2 separate regions of the Sus scrofa genome follow, and region 2 is linked to region 1. The links are chromatin contacts, called in public targeted proximity ligation maps. All regions are on one chromosome and are shown on one strand. The core of a region is the stretch at or near the end of the contact, and the rest is flanking DNA. Distances in the headings are between cores, read along the strand shown.

Evidence for each region.
Region 2: a contact with region 1 is called in a targeted proximity ligation map of alveolar macrophages. A contact is called at or near these places in 1 of 47 Hi-C or Micro-C datasets (embryonic fibroblasts) and 1 of 2 datasets of targeted methods (alveolar macrophages).

The regions. Positions count from the first base shown.
Region 1 is chr3:79,529,284-79,535,001 of Sscrofa11.1, forward strand. The region is part of intron 1 of LOC106508312 (a long non-coding RNA gene); the gene reads right to left. Among named protein-coding and RNA genes, the nearest start is that of TMEM17, 120 kb to the left of the region's middle.
Region 2 is chr3:79,662,922-79,668,936 of Sscrofa11.1, forward strand. It overlaps the pseudogene LOC100521006. Among named protein-coding and RNA genes, the nearest start is that of B3GNT2, 38 kb to the right of the region's middle.

The DNA.
Region 1 (5,718 bases), core at 133-2,632:
CTTACATTTTTATACCAGATATATGTTATTTTAAACAAAAGCAATAAAATCATTGTTTCACATTATTTTCCTAAAAGCTTTCTTTATAGGCATTCAGGGTGGAACTCAACTTCAGGTCCTAGGCAGTGGTGGATCCAGGATGCAGAAGGTAGAATCTGGGGAGATGCTGTGACAGTCGACACAAGGTATCTGGCTACTGGGAGGCCCTTTCCCAACTGAGGTCCTGTTCACAGCCATTGTGGCAGAAAACTCCCTAATGGCAAATGCCACTAAAGGTATTCAAGGCTTTCCATAGTCATGCCCAGTCCCCAAAGAAGCCACATGGCCTTAAGTTCAGCAAAATGATGCCTTTCAATTTTTGAGAAAGTCCAACTTTTGTTTATTGTGACATCCAAGAAGCTAACGCTCCCAGAAATCAATCCAGAGGCTGGCTCTATTCTTCGGGACCCCCCAAGCAAGAGACCTGACTATATGACTGTCCTGTGCCCACAGCTATGTGACCAAGTCCCCCACTCCATCCTCCAAGCTGGACTTTTTAACAGGAAGGGCATTAGTGAGCATAAAACCCATCATCCTTTTATATTTCATTGTTCCTCTTCTTATATCTGGTTGTCAACAAATGTTCAACAGGAAATTTTTCTTTTATTACTTCTCTTCCTGTATTTTAAGGGAAGTGGTGGAGGTTTCTGTGGATACAGCATGCAGTCAACTGAGGTTTTGTAAGGCTGAGCACATCCCCCCAAAATTTATGGGCTTTCAGCCTTCCTTACTGAAAGTTTGTGCTGGCCTTCATATTCCGTCTTTTAGTCTGCACAACAGGTGTCCTGATAGGAGGCACCAGCTCAGCAACAGTAGGAGCAGAGACAAGCCTGGGAGCAGCAGCAGGAAAGTGTGCAGCAGGAACAGGGTTATCTAAACCTGTTCCTTTCTTTTTTTTCTCTTTTTCTTCCTCCTTTCTTTTCTTTTTTCTTTCTTTTTCTTTCCCTTTCTCTTTCTTTTTCTTTCTTTCTCTCTTTCTCTTTTCTTTTTAGGGCCACATCCATGGCATATAGAAGTTTCCAGCCTAGGGGTAAAATTCAGAGCTCCAGCCACAGCAACACCAAATCCAAGTTGCATCTGCAACCTGTGCCACAGCTTGCAGCAATGCTGGATCCTTAACCCACTGAGCGAGGCCAGGGCTCAAACCCACATCCTCATGGAAACTAGTTGGGTTCTTAAGCCACTGAGCCACAACGGGAACTTTCGGGTTATCTAAACCTGAAGGCAGGCCAGGAACGTGACCCAGAGGACCTGCATACTGGGCTCTGCCAAAGGGCTGGGGATGACATGCAGCCAGTGTCTCCAAGAGACAGAACAACTAGACAAGTTGTCATAGTAACAGTCAGAAGCAGGGGGTAGGCCTTGGGTGAACACAGAGAAACACATCAAGAATCTGAGGTCAGCCCCTGCCAGTGGCCTAAGGGAACTTCTTAGAAAATATTGTTTGTAATCACTTTTTTTTCCCCCCCGCTTTTTAGGGCCACACCCATGGCGTATGGAGGTTCCCAGGGTAGAGGTCTAATCAGAGCTGTAGCTGCCAGCCTGAATGAGAGAGCCTCAGCAACATGGGATCTGAGCCTCATCTGCGACCTATACCACAGCTCACAGCAACAACAGATCCTTAGTTGGCTGAATGAGGCCAGGGATTGAACCGCATCCTAATGGATCCTAGTCAGGTTCATTAACTGCTGAGCCATGAAGGGAACTCCCCCCCCCCATTTTTTTTGTACTCACTTTTTTAATATCAGAAAGATTATAAAATTATTTATTAAAACACAAATAATGTTAACACATTATTTGTTAAAACCAATACAATTAGGAGTTCCCATCATGGCACAGCAGAAACAATTATTTGTTAAAATATCAGAAATATTATAAAATTATTTGTTACAAGTCAATCAATTTACTTGAAATCAAGTAATACTTCAAACCCTATGTTCTCTGTGTTCTGAATCAAAGTTCTAGAATTGTCTGTTGCAGGTTGTCCATCTCCTGGCTGCTCTCTAATACATCTAAGAGTCAGAGTGCTAATTATTCAGAGTGTCTCAGACACAAGGCAGCAGAAACCACAGTATCCCCCGCCCTGATGCTGGATTACTTGCAACTCCCTCATCACCCCTTCCCTTCGATTCCTTATTGGCTTCAGTGTGTCACGGTGCCTGGCAAGGCTTTTTCTTCTCATAGTTCTAATTTGGGCAGATGGCTTTTACTCACTTCGCGGCACCTTCCCCAACCCAAAGTTTCTATCTCTATAGATGTCCCTCAGTTATTAAAAATATGATTTTACTCATTCAGTGAAAGTAGATATGAACAAACAGCAAAGTGGTCCTTTGAGCACGGCCTTCCAGCTGCCTCTTACACCCCTGCCCATGATAAGGGCTGACAGAAGTCTCTGCCTTAACCAGTTTCAAATCTTGGGTGATTCTGTTTAGCTGTATTTACCTGAGCCACTCCCTCAGCTCACTCACTCCTCATCCTGCTCAAAACGGCTTCTGCCTCCTCTGCTCCACTGATCCGCTCTTTCCAAGACCATTAGCTAGCTCCTACTCCTGCTAAAAACCACCCACATGTTCAGCTGTCACCTCCCTAATCTGTCCGCTCATGTGTGAAACTTTTTCTCTCCATCCATAACTCCCTTGGCCGATGGTTTCTCTCATATCCTTCGCTCTCCCAGTTCTTCTCATTCCGCTCCCTCCTCAATGGTCTTCTCTTCCTCTTCTACCCACAAATTTTCAGGGTTGCATTCTCAGCAAGCAAGCTCTTTTCTTTGCTTTTTTTTGCTTTTTAGGGCCACACCCATGGCATGTGGTCGTTCTCAGGCTAGGGATTGAACTGGAGCTACAGCTGCCGGCCTACAGTGCAGCCACAGTAACACCAGATCCGAGCCACAGCTGCAACCTACACCACAGCTCACAGCAACGCCGGATCCTCACTCACCAAGCAAGGCCAGGAATCGAACCCACATCCTGTTAGATACTAGTCGGGTTCATTACCGCTGAGCCACAACTGGAACTCCAAGCAAGCTCCTTTATACTCATGTTTTAACTACCAAATGTCTCCCAACCCAGACCACCCCTATATCCAACCCTTAGTCTTAACTGCTGGAAATAAACACACCATGGAGCCCCCAAGCTCTAGCTCTCTTCCTGGGTTACATTTCTTTCTCTTTTTGTTTTTTTAGGCCCGCACCTTTGGCATAGGGAAGTTCCCAGGCAAACAGTCAAATCAGAGCTGTAGGTGCCAGCCACAGCCACTGCAACACCAGATCTGAGCCATGTCTGTGAGCTACACCACAGCTCTGGCAACACCGGATCCTTAACCCACTGAGCGAGGTCAGGGATCGAACCTGCATCCTCATGGTTACTAGTTAGATTCATTTCCTCTGAGCCACAATGGGAACTCCTGGTTACATTTCTTAAATTACATTCTGTTACACTTCTGCAGCCCACGGAAATGTGCACATGAATAGAAGTGAAAACCATTCTGGGTCCCTAAAGCAGAAGTGACTCCAAGAGCCACAATCACTACTGGATCAGAAATCACAGACAAAAGAATAGTAAACAGGAGTTCACATCGTGGCACAGTGGAAATGAGTCCAACTAGGAACCATGAGGTTGCGGGTTCCATCCCTGGCCTAGCTCAGTGGGTTAAGGATCTGGCATTGCCATGAGCTGTGGTGCAGCTCGCAGATGCAGCTCAGAGATGCAGCTCAGATCTGGCATTGCTGTGGCTCTGGCATAGGCTGGCAGCTACAGCTCTGATTAGACCCCTAGCCTGGAAATCTCCACATGCCATGGGTGCAGCCCTAAAAAGCTAAATAAATAAATAAATAAATAAAATTTAAAAAGAGAAGTCACGGCCTCAAGGGATTCAGCAGACACTTACCTCAGAGAGGAAGTTCAGTTGTTCTTCCTCTTGTATCTGTGTTCTTTTCAAGGTCTTTATCTCCCCAAGTAGAAAATGGAGAGGAGTAAATGTGCTTCTCCTTTGCTTTGATGTCAGCCAGGAAGGAGGTACATGAAAAAACATGGACAGGGTAGGGGGGCGGAGGGAGGGCTTAGGGGTAGGAAGAGTTAAGTGCAGTGGGAGTTTCCCCCAAAGTTCCAATGTGTTCTAAAGATACAAACCAAGCTAACTCATTTAACTCTGAATCCTGGAGCTTTAATCTTTTAAGAACATACTTCCTTCCTGTATTTCTAGTAATTGCTGTTTCTGACTTTTCTAGAAATCCCACCAGTCACCCAGACTCTCTCTTGCAAAAGAATTGAGCCACAAAAATAGAACCATGAGAAAAGTTAGTTTGACCCCTTTGCTCTGTGACATGTGCTGGGTGCAGAACGGGGGACAAGGGGAATGCGTGAGCGGCAGGGAGAGGTCTTCAACTGGTTCTTCCATCTCAAGGAAAAATAATCTGAGGGAACAAATTAAAAAAATTCTTTATATTAGTCACCCACAGGAAAAGGATTTTGTGGGAAAGAATTTATACTTGGACTATTCTAGTATTTAGAGGAAGTTTTAACCTAAGATCCATGAATGGGCTTTATCAGGATATACAATCCTCAGGAAACTGAGATCTACATGTTTTTGTGTCTGTGCATTTTTCTGAGAGGGTCCGTAGTTCCAGATTCTCAAAGAGGTCCCTGATATCCCACTAAAAAGGGTAAGAACTCCCAGAGGTTAACTCAGTTGCATTGGTTATCTATTGCTGTATAATAAATTACTCCAAAACCTAGCAGTGCGATACAGCTAACGTTTATTATCTCACAGGTTGAATGCGCAAGGATTTGAGAAGTGGTTTAGCCACGTGACTTGGCTCAGGGTCTCTTGCAGCGTTGCTGTCAAGGGGTCAGCTGAGGGAGCTCTCGTTATGGCTCAGTGGTTAATGAACCCGACTAGTATCCATGAGGATGCAGGTTCAATCTCTGGCCTTGCTCAGTGGGTTAAGGATCCGGAGTTGCTATGAGCTGTGGTGTAGATGCAACTCGGATCCCGAGTTGCTGTGGCTATGGTGTAGGCCAGCAGCTGTAGCTCTGGTTCAACCCCTAGCCTGGGAACCTCCATATGCCTCAGGTGTGGCCCTAAAATGACCAAAAAAAAAAAAAAAAAGAAGTCGTCAGCTGGTGTTTCTGTCATCTCAAGACTTGACTAGGGCTGGAGAAGATACTTCCTTTTTTTTTTAATAATGATTTTTATTTTTCCGTTATAGCTGATTTACAGTGTTCTGTCAATTTTCTACTCTACAGCAAGGTGACCCAGTTACACATACATGTATACATTGTTTTTTCTCACATTATCATGATACATCACAAGAGACCAGACATAGTTTCCAGGGCTATAGAGCAGGATCCCATTGCTTATCCATTGCAAAGGCTAAAGTTTGCATCTATTAACCCCAAATTCCCAGTCCCTCCTACTCCCTCCCCCTCCCTCCCCCTCCCTCTTGGCAACCTCAAGTCTGTTCTCCATGTCCATGATTTTCTTTTCTGTGGAAAGGTTCATTTGTGCCCAATATTAGATTCCAGATATAAGTGAAATCATACGGTATTTGTCTCTTTTTTTTTTTGTCTTTTTGTCTTTCGAAGGACACACCCACAGCACATGGAGGTTCCCAGGCTAGGGGTCTAATCAGAGCTGTAGCCGCCGGCCTATGCCAGAGCCACAGCAACACGGGATCAGAGC
Region 2 (6,015 bases), core at 2,155-4,654, 140 kb after region 1:
TGTCTTTTTAGGGCTGTACCCAAGGCATATGGAGGTTCCTAGGCTAGGGGCTGAATCAGAGCTGTAGCTGCCAGCCTACACCACAACCAGAGCAACTTAGATCCGAGCCTGGTCTGCAACCTACACCACAGCTCATGGCCATACTGGATCCTTAACCCAGTGAGCGAGGCCAGGGATTAAACCCACATCCTCGTGGATACTAGTCAGGTTCGTTAACCGCTGAGGCACGACAGCAAGTTGTGCTCTACAGCTTTTCTGTGAGTCAAAAATTAATTTAAAGTTAAAACTATTTTTGAATTTCAAGTTTTCTAAGTGCAACACTCTCCAAATAAACCAATCCCATCTTAGAAGAGTAATTTATGGGGTTCATCTGCCAGCAATGAAAATTCCCAGACTTTGAATAAAGTAGAAAAATACATTGTTTGCCATATTATTAAAAATCTAGGATTTCCTGCTGTGGCAAAGTGGGTTAAGAATCCAATTGCAGCCACTCGGGTTGCTACGGAGGTGCAGGTTCAATCTCTGGCTGGCACAGTGGGTTAAAGGATCCAGCATCGCTGAAGCTGCAGGGTAGGTCAGATTCAGCCTAGGAACGTCCATATGCCCAGGTGTGGCCATTAAAAAAAAAAAAAAAAAAAAAAAAAAATCTGCCAGTTCCAGCAGCTCTGGTGGGGGTAGCAGCTGCAGCCAGGCAGGCCAGCTTCACGAAGCTCTTGGTACACCTGCCCTGCCATAATGATGCCCAAGAAGAAGGTCAGCTCGGCTGAGGAGGCAGCGAAGGAGGAGCCCAAGAGGAGATGAGTGAGTCTGTCATCTAAATCTGCTCCTGCAGAAGTGGAAATAAAGCCAAAAAAGGCAGCAGGAATGGATAAACATTCAGACAAAAAAAGTGCAAACCAAACAAAAAATAAAAGAGCAACAGGAAAATAGGCCAAAGTGGCTAATCAAGAGACTAAAGATTTACCTGCAGAAAACAGAGAAACTAAGAATGAGGAGAGCCCAGTCTCTGATGAAGCAGGAGAGAAAGAAGCCAAGTCTGATTAACACCTCACGCCTGGTCCTGTCAGTGATCCCTGGTTCCTTTCTTGTACAATCCAAAGGAATAGTTTTATCAACTATTTTGCAAATGCAAGGCTTTTTAGTAACTCTCAAAACATTTTTAAGTGTACACACTTTTTTAAAAGAGGTGAAATCATTTGCTGGTTGTTTATTTTTTGGTACAACCAGAAAATAATAGGATAGTGAGTATGGGAGGCTTCGATTGTCTTGGGAGTCAGCCTAACGTTCCCTAGATGGGGGTAGCTTTTTTTCCCCTTCTTTTTTTTGGCTGCCCACAGCATATGGAGTTCCCAGACCAGGGATCAGATCTGTGCCACAGTTGCAACTTGTGCTGCAGCTGCGGCAATGCCAAAACCATTAACCCACTATGCTGGGCTGAGGATTGAACCTGTGTCCTGGCGCTGCAGAGATGCCATGGATCCTGTGGTGCCACAGCGGGAACTCAAGGGGTAGCTTTTATTTTATTTATTTTTTATTTTTTATTTTTTTTGCCATTTCTTTGGGCCGCTCCTGCGGCATATGGAGGTTCCCAGGCTAGGGGCTGAATCGGAGCTGTAGCCGCTGGCCTACGCCAGAGCCACAGCAACGCAGTTTTGTTTTTTTGTTTTTTTGTGTTTTTTTTTGCCATTTCTTTGGGCCGCTCCTGCGGCATAGGGAGGTTCCCAGGCTAGGGGTCGAATCGGAGCTGTAGCCGAAGGGGTAGCTTTTATATCCTATAACACAAAGCAGGAAAGGAATCTGACTAGGAACAATGAGGTTTCGGGTTCAAGCCCCGGCCTCACTCAGTGGGTTAATGATCCAGCATTGCCATGAGCTGCGGTGTAGGTCTCAGACACAGCTCGGATCTGGCTGTGACTGTGGTGTAGGCTGGCAGCTGTAGCTTTGATTAGACCCCTAGCCTGGGAGCCTCCATATGCCGACGGTACAGCCCTAAAAAGCAAAAATAATAATAAAAAATAAAAAAAACACAAAACATACTAAATGGCAATTTGGAAATCAGTTGTTCACTTAATGTCTTGAACACTTTAATTACTTAGTTCTCTTCCCGTGTTGTTTCTGGTACCATTGTTTCCTAAGGCAAACCACTCCTTAATCTTGGCTCCCCGGCTCAGAGTTTTGTGCACTCGGTAACATCTTTGGTCTCGTAGTCCAGTTTTCCTAGTAACTTTGTTAATGTGTTGTGAATGACGGAAGATTTGAGGATGTCATGTATATGATATTAACTTGTGAATTCATGGGACATATAACAGCAGATCAGTATCTGAAGGTACTGGTACTTGATATCCTGTTAAGGAAAAGTGGCCTCCAAATTTGAAGCTGGAAAGTCACCAGAACAACTATATGAGGTTTTAGATTTGGGTTGCATATAGTAAGATTGTGTACAAACTGAAATGCCCGTGTACTGATTCTTAAAACAACCCAAAAAATTCTCAGGTACGAAAGAAAAAAAATCTGGAGGGTGTAAATGCTAGGACAGCCCCTATGTTGAGCAGGTACTCAGCTGCAGGGCGGTGCCAGCTCCTTCTAATAAGCACTTGTACAATTTCTGGAGGTGGGACCAGCAAGACAGGCTGTGAAGTGCTCCTCCCCTGCCTCTCGGGCCAGCGGGCTCTCCCTGGGTTTGTCCTGCATCTTCTGTTCATCCCGTTCGTCTTCTTCCATCCAGCAGGACTCCATGAGTGAGAAGGTTCTCCAGCTTTCCCGACCAGGCATCACAACCCCTCCTTCTTCATTCTTTCCACAGTGACTCACTCGGGGAGGCTTTTGCAATCAAATAAATAAAGGCATTTCCCACCAGCTTTAAGCCCAACAACTTCGCCCCTCAATGTCCACCGCTCATGTCTCACATCCCACAAGCAGAAAAATCCATGTGAGATTATTGCTCGTGAGGAGGCTTGGGTTGCCCATGCGTGATCGTTTTCTGGCTTTTCTCCCTTGGCCTCTCTTTTCTCCCTTGGCCTCTCCCAGCCAGGAGGGCAAGAGCGGATCAGAGGCTCCAGGTGTGCGGGGGGGCCCCCAGGTTCCAACGGGAAGGACAGACAGGACTTGAGCCTTGTCACTGTTTTGGATCCTGAAACCTGTCGTCTGACCCTGGGGCTCTGCATGGTTAGGTTTCCTGCTAGGCTCCTCCAACCTGGCCCCCGGCTAACTCTTCGATGTGCCAACAAAGTTCTCTGTTTCCATTCTCCTCTCTACCCACAGACGGGAAATAAATTACCTAATGATTAGTTAACAACCCATGACTCTGTCTCATTTTGCAATGAAGTAGGACAAGTAGGAAAAGGCATTCTGAGCCCAGTCCCTTGAAGCCTTGAACACGAGGAGGAAAAGTCCAGTGATTCAAAGGAAGTGAGAGCCAGGCCTTTCTCTGGGGCCCGGGGAGAAGCTGGGTGGGGCCAGACTGAGCTGGGAAGGCCTGGCCTCTTCCTACCCACTCAGGAAATTTTGGCAGCTGAAGGGCTACTGGCCTGGGCAGCGTTGAGTGTCTGTGAAAAAGCCCGAGGGCCCTCTAGCCTGGGCCATCCCCACCCCCACCCCGCCCCTCAGTAGCTTCAGCTGCTGAGCTATACAGAGGGGGAGACAGCTCTGTCCCAGGCCCTTTCAGGCCAGCGCCAGTTGTCATCACGAAAATAAAGACAAACAAGGGAGGGAAGGAGAGGCCTCACTCCAAGGCGGTCAGAGGAGGGTCAGGGTGCTTGAGGCTGAACAGGGTGGGTATTAGCAAGGTCAAGGCAAGGCAGGGAGGGCTCTGATCCCAACAAAAAAAAGAAATTGCCCCTTGATATTAATATTCTTTCCTTTTTTGCTTTTGCTATTTTAGGGCCGTACCCAGGGCACACGGAGGTTCCCAGGCCAGGGGTCAGATCAGAGCTGTATCCGCCGGTCTACGCCAGAGCCACAGCAATGCAGGATCCAAGCCTTGTCTGCGACCTACACCACAACTAACAGCAACGCTGGATCCTTAACCCACTGAGAGAGGGCAGGGATCAAACCCACATCCTCATGGATACTAGTCGGGATTGTTAACTGCTGAACCACAAAGAGAACTTCCTTAATATTCTTTCTTGACCTGAAATCCAGTTCCAGGTGGCTTAGCACACACTTCTACTGGCTGCCCTCCTTCCTCGCATCATTTTGCCATGGACTATGGACCCTCTTGCACTAGAATCAGAGTGCTCTGATCCCAACAAAAAAGAAACTGTCCCTTGATACTAATATTCTTTCCTTTTTTTTCTTTGCTATTTTAGGGCCGCACCCACAGCATATGGAAGCTCCCAGGCTAGGGGTCAAATCTGAGCGACAGCTGCTGGCCTATGCCAGCAATGTAAGATCCGAGCCGTGTCTGCGACCTACACCACAGATAATGGCAATGTTGGATCCTTAATCCAAGGAGTGAGGCCAGGGATCCAACCTACATCCTCATGGATCCTAGTTGGATTTGTTAACCACTGAGTCACAAAGGGAACCCTTCCTTTTTTTTTTTTTTTTTTTTTTTGGTCTGTGCCTCTGCATGTGAAAGTTCTCTGGCCAGGGAGTGAACCCCAAGCTGCTGCAGTGACAACACCAGAACTTTAACAAGCTGTGCCACAAGGGAACTCCTAGAATCCGCCTCTTAAGGTCTGTTTCTGGAAGAACCCCAACCAAGGGTAGGATAATATTTTTTTCATTTTGACATAGTTCCTTTAAAAGGGGAGGGGGTTGAAATTGGTGCCAGGATCAGGATTACTGATGGCCATTTCCATAGAATGGTTAGGAAAGCCAGTCTGGGAAGGGCGTGGATGATGAACTGGAAGAGAGTGTTAGCTGAAGACAGGATGAGCATGGGCACGACAGAAGATGGTAGGATCCCAGAGCAACGAGTGAGCCCATGCTGACACTGAGGCCGCAAGTTGTTCATGGGGTCGGCCTGCTGCTTGCATAGGAGGAAAGGGCACTTCCCCGAAGCAGGGCAGCTGTCAGGAAGCTGCAAGCACCCCTGTTCACCTGCCAGGCCCCTGACTTGGAAATAAGCCCTTGGATTAGAATCAAATTAAAAGCTCTACTTGTGCTGCTTCAGCACAATCAATACATCCCCTTTTACACACACAACAGACAGGAGGAAAACCACTGCCAGAGCTCAGAAGCCACTACCATGGTTGCCTGAGCGAACATTTCTAAACACAGATCAAAGTGACAGAAGAAGGAAAGAAACCTCAACAGAGCTCCATCTTCAATTTAAGAGTGTATGTGTGTATACTAATGCCGTATTTCAATTAAATTCTAAGATGAAGTATGTCACATTTTAACACTTCCGCAATGAGTCATATGATACAATTGTTACAAATCATATTGAACTGGTCTTTAAACTTATGTAAAAGGTGTTGCATCTTACAATTAATAAGTACAGCATTTCACACATGATGTGAAGAAACAAGATTTTACGGGCTCCTTACAGACAAAAAAGTGCCTCATTCTCAGCCTCTACCTTTTAAGATGATTTTAAGGGCAAACACCCTTCCTTTCACGTGAGACTTGAATAAATCATGATAACTAATTTCTCAGATTTATTGGTTTTTGTTTGTTTGTTTGGTTTGGTTTGGTTTGTCTTTTTGCCTTTTCCTAGGGCCGCTCCCTCAGCATATGGAGGTTCCCAGGCTAGGGGTCGAATCGGAGCTGTAGCCACCAGCCTAACACCAGAGCCACAGCAATGCAGGATCCGAGCCATGTCTGCAACCCACACCACAGCTCACAGCAACACCGGACCGTTAACCCACCAAGCAAGGCCAGGGATCGAACCTGTAACCTCATGGTTCCTAGTTGGATTCGTAACCACTGTGCCACAACAGGAACTCCTCAGATTTATTGTTTAATTAAAGTTCAATTTCAAAATTATCTGGCAGATGACCCTAGCATTTATTTATTTATTATGTTTGCTTTTTAGGGCTGCACCCGAGGCATATGGAGGTTCCCAGGCGA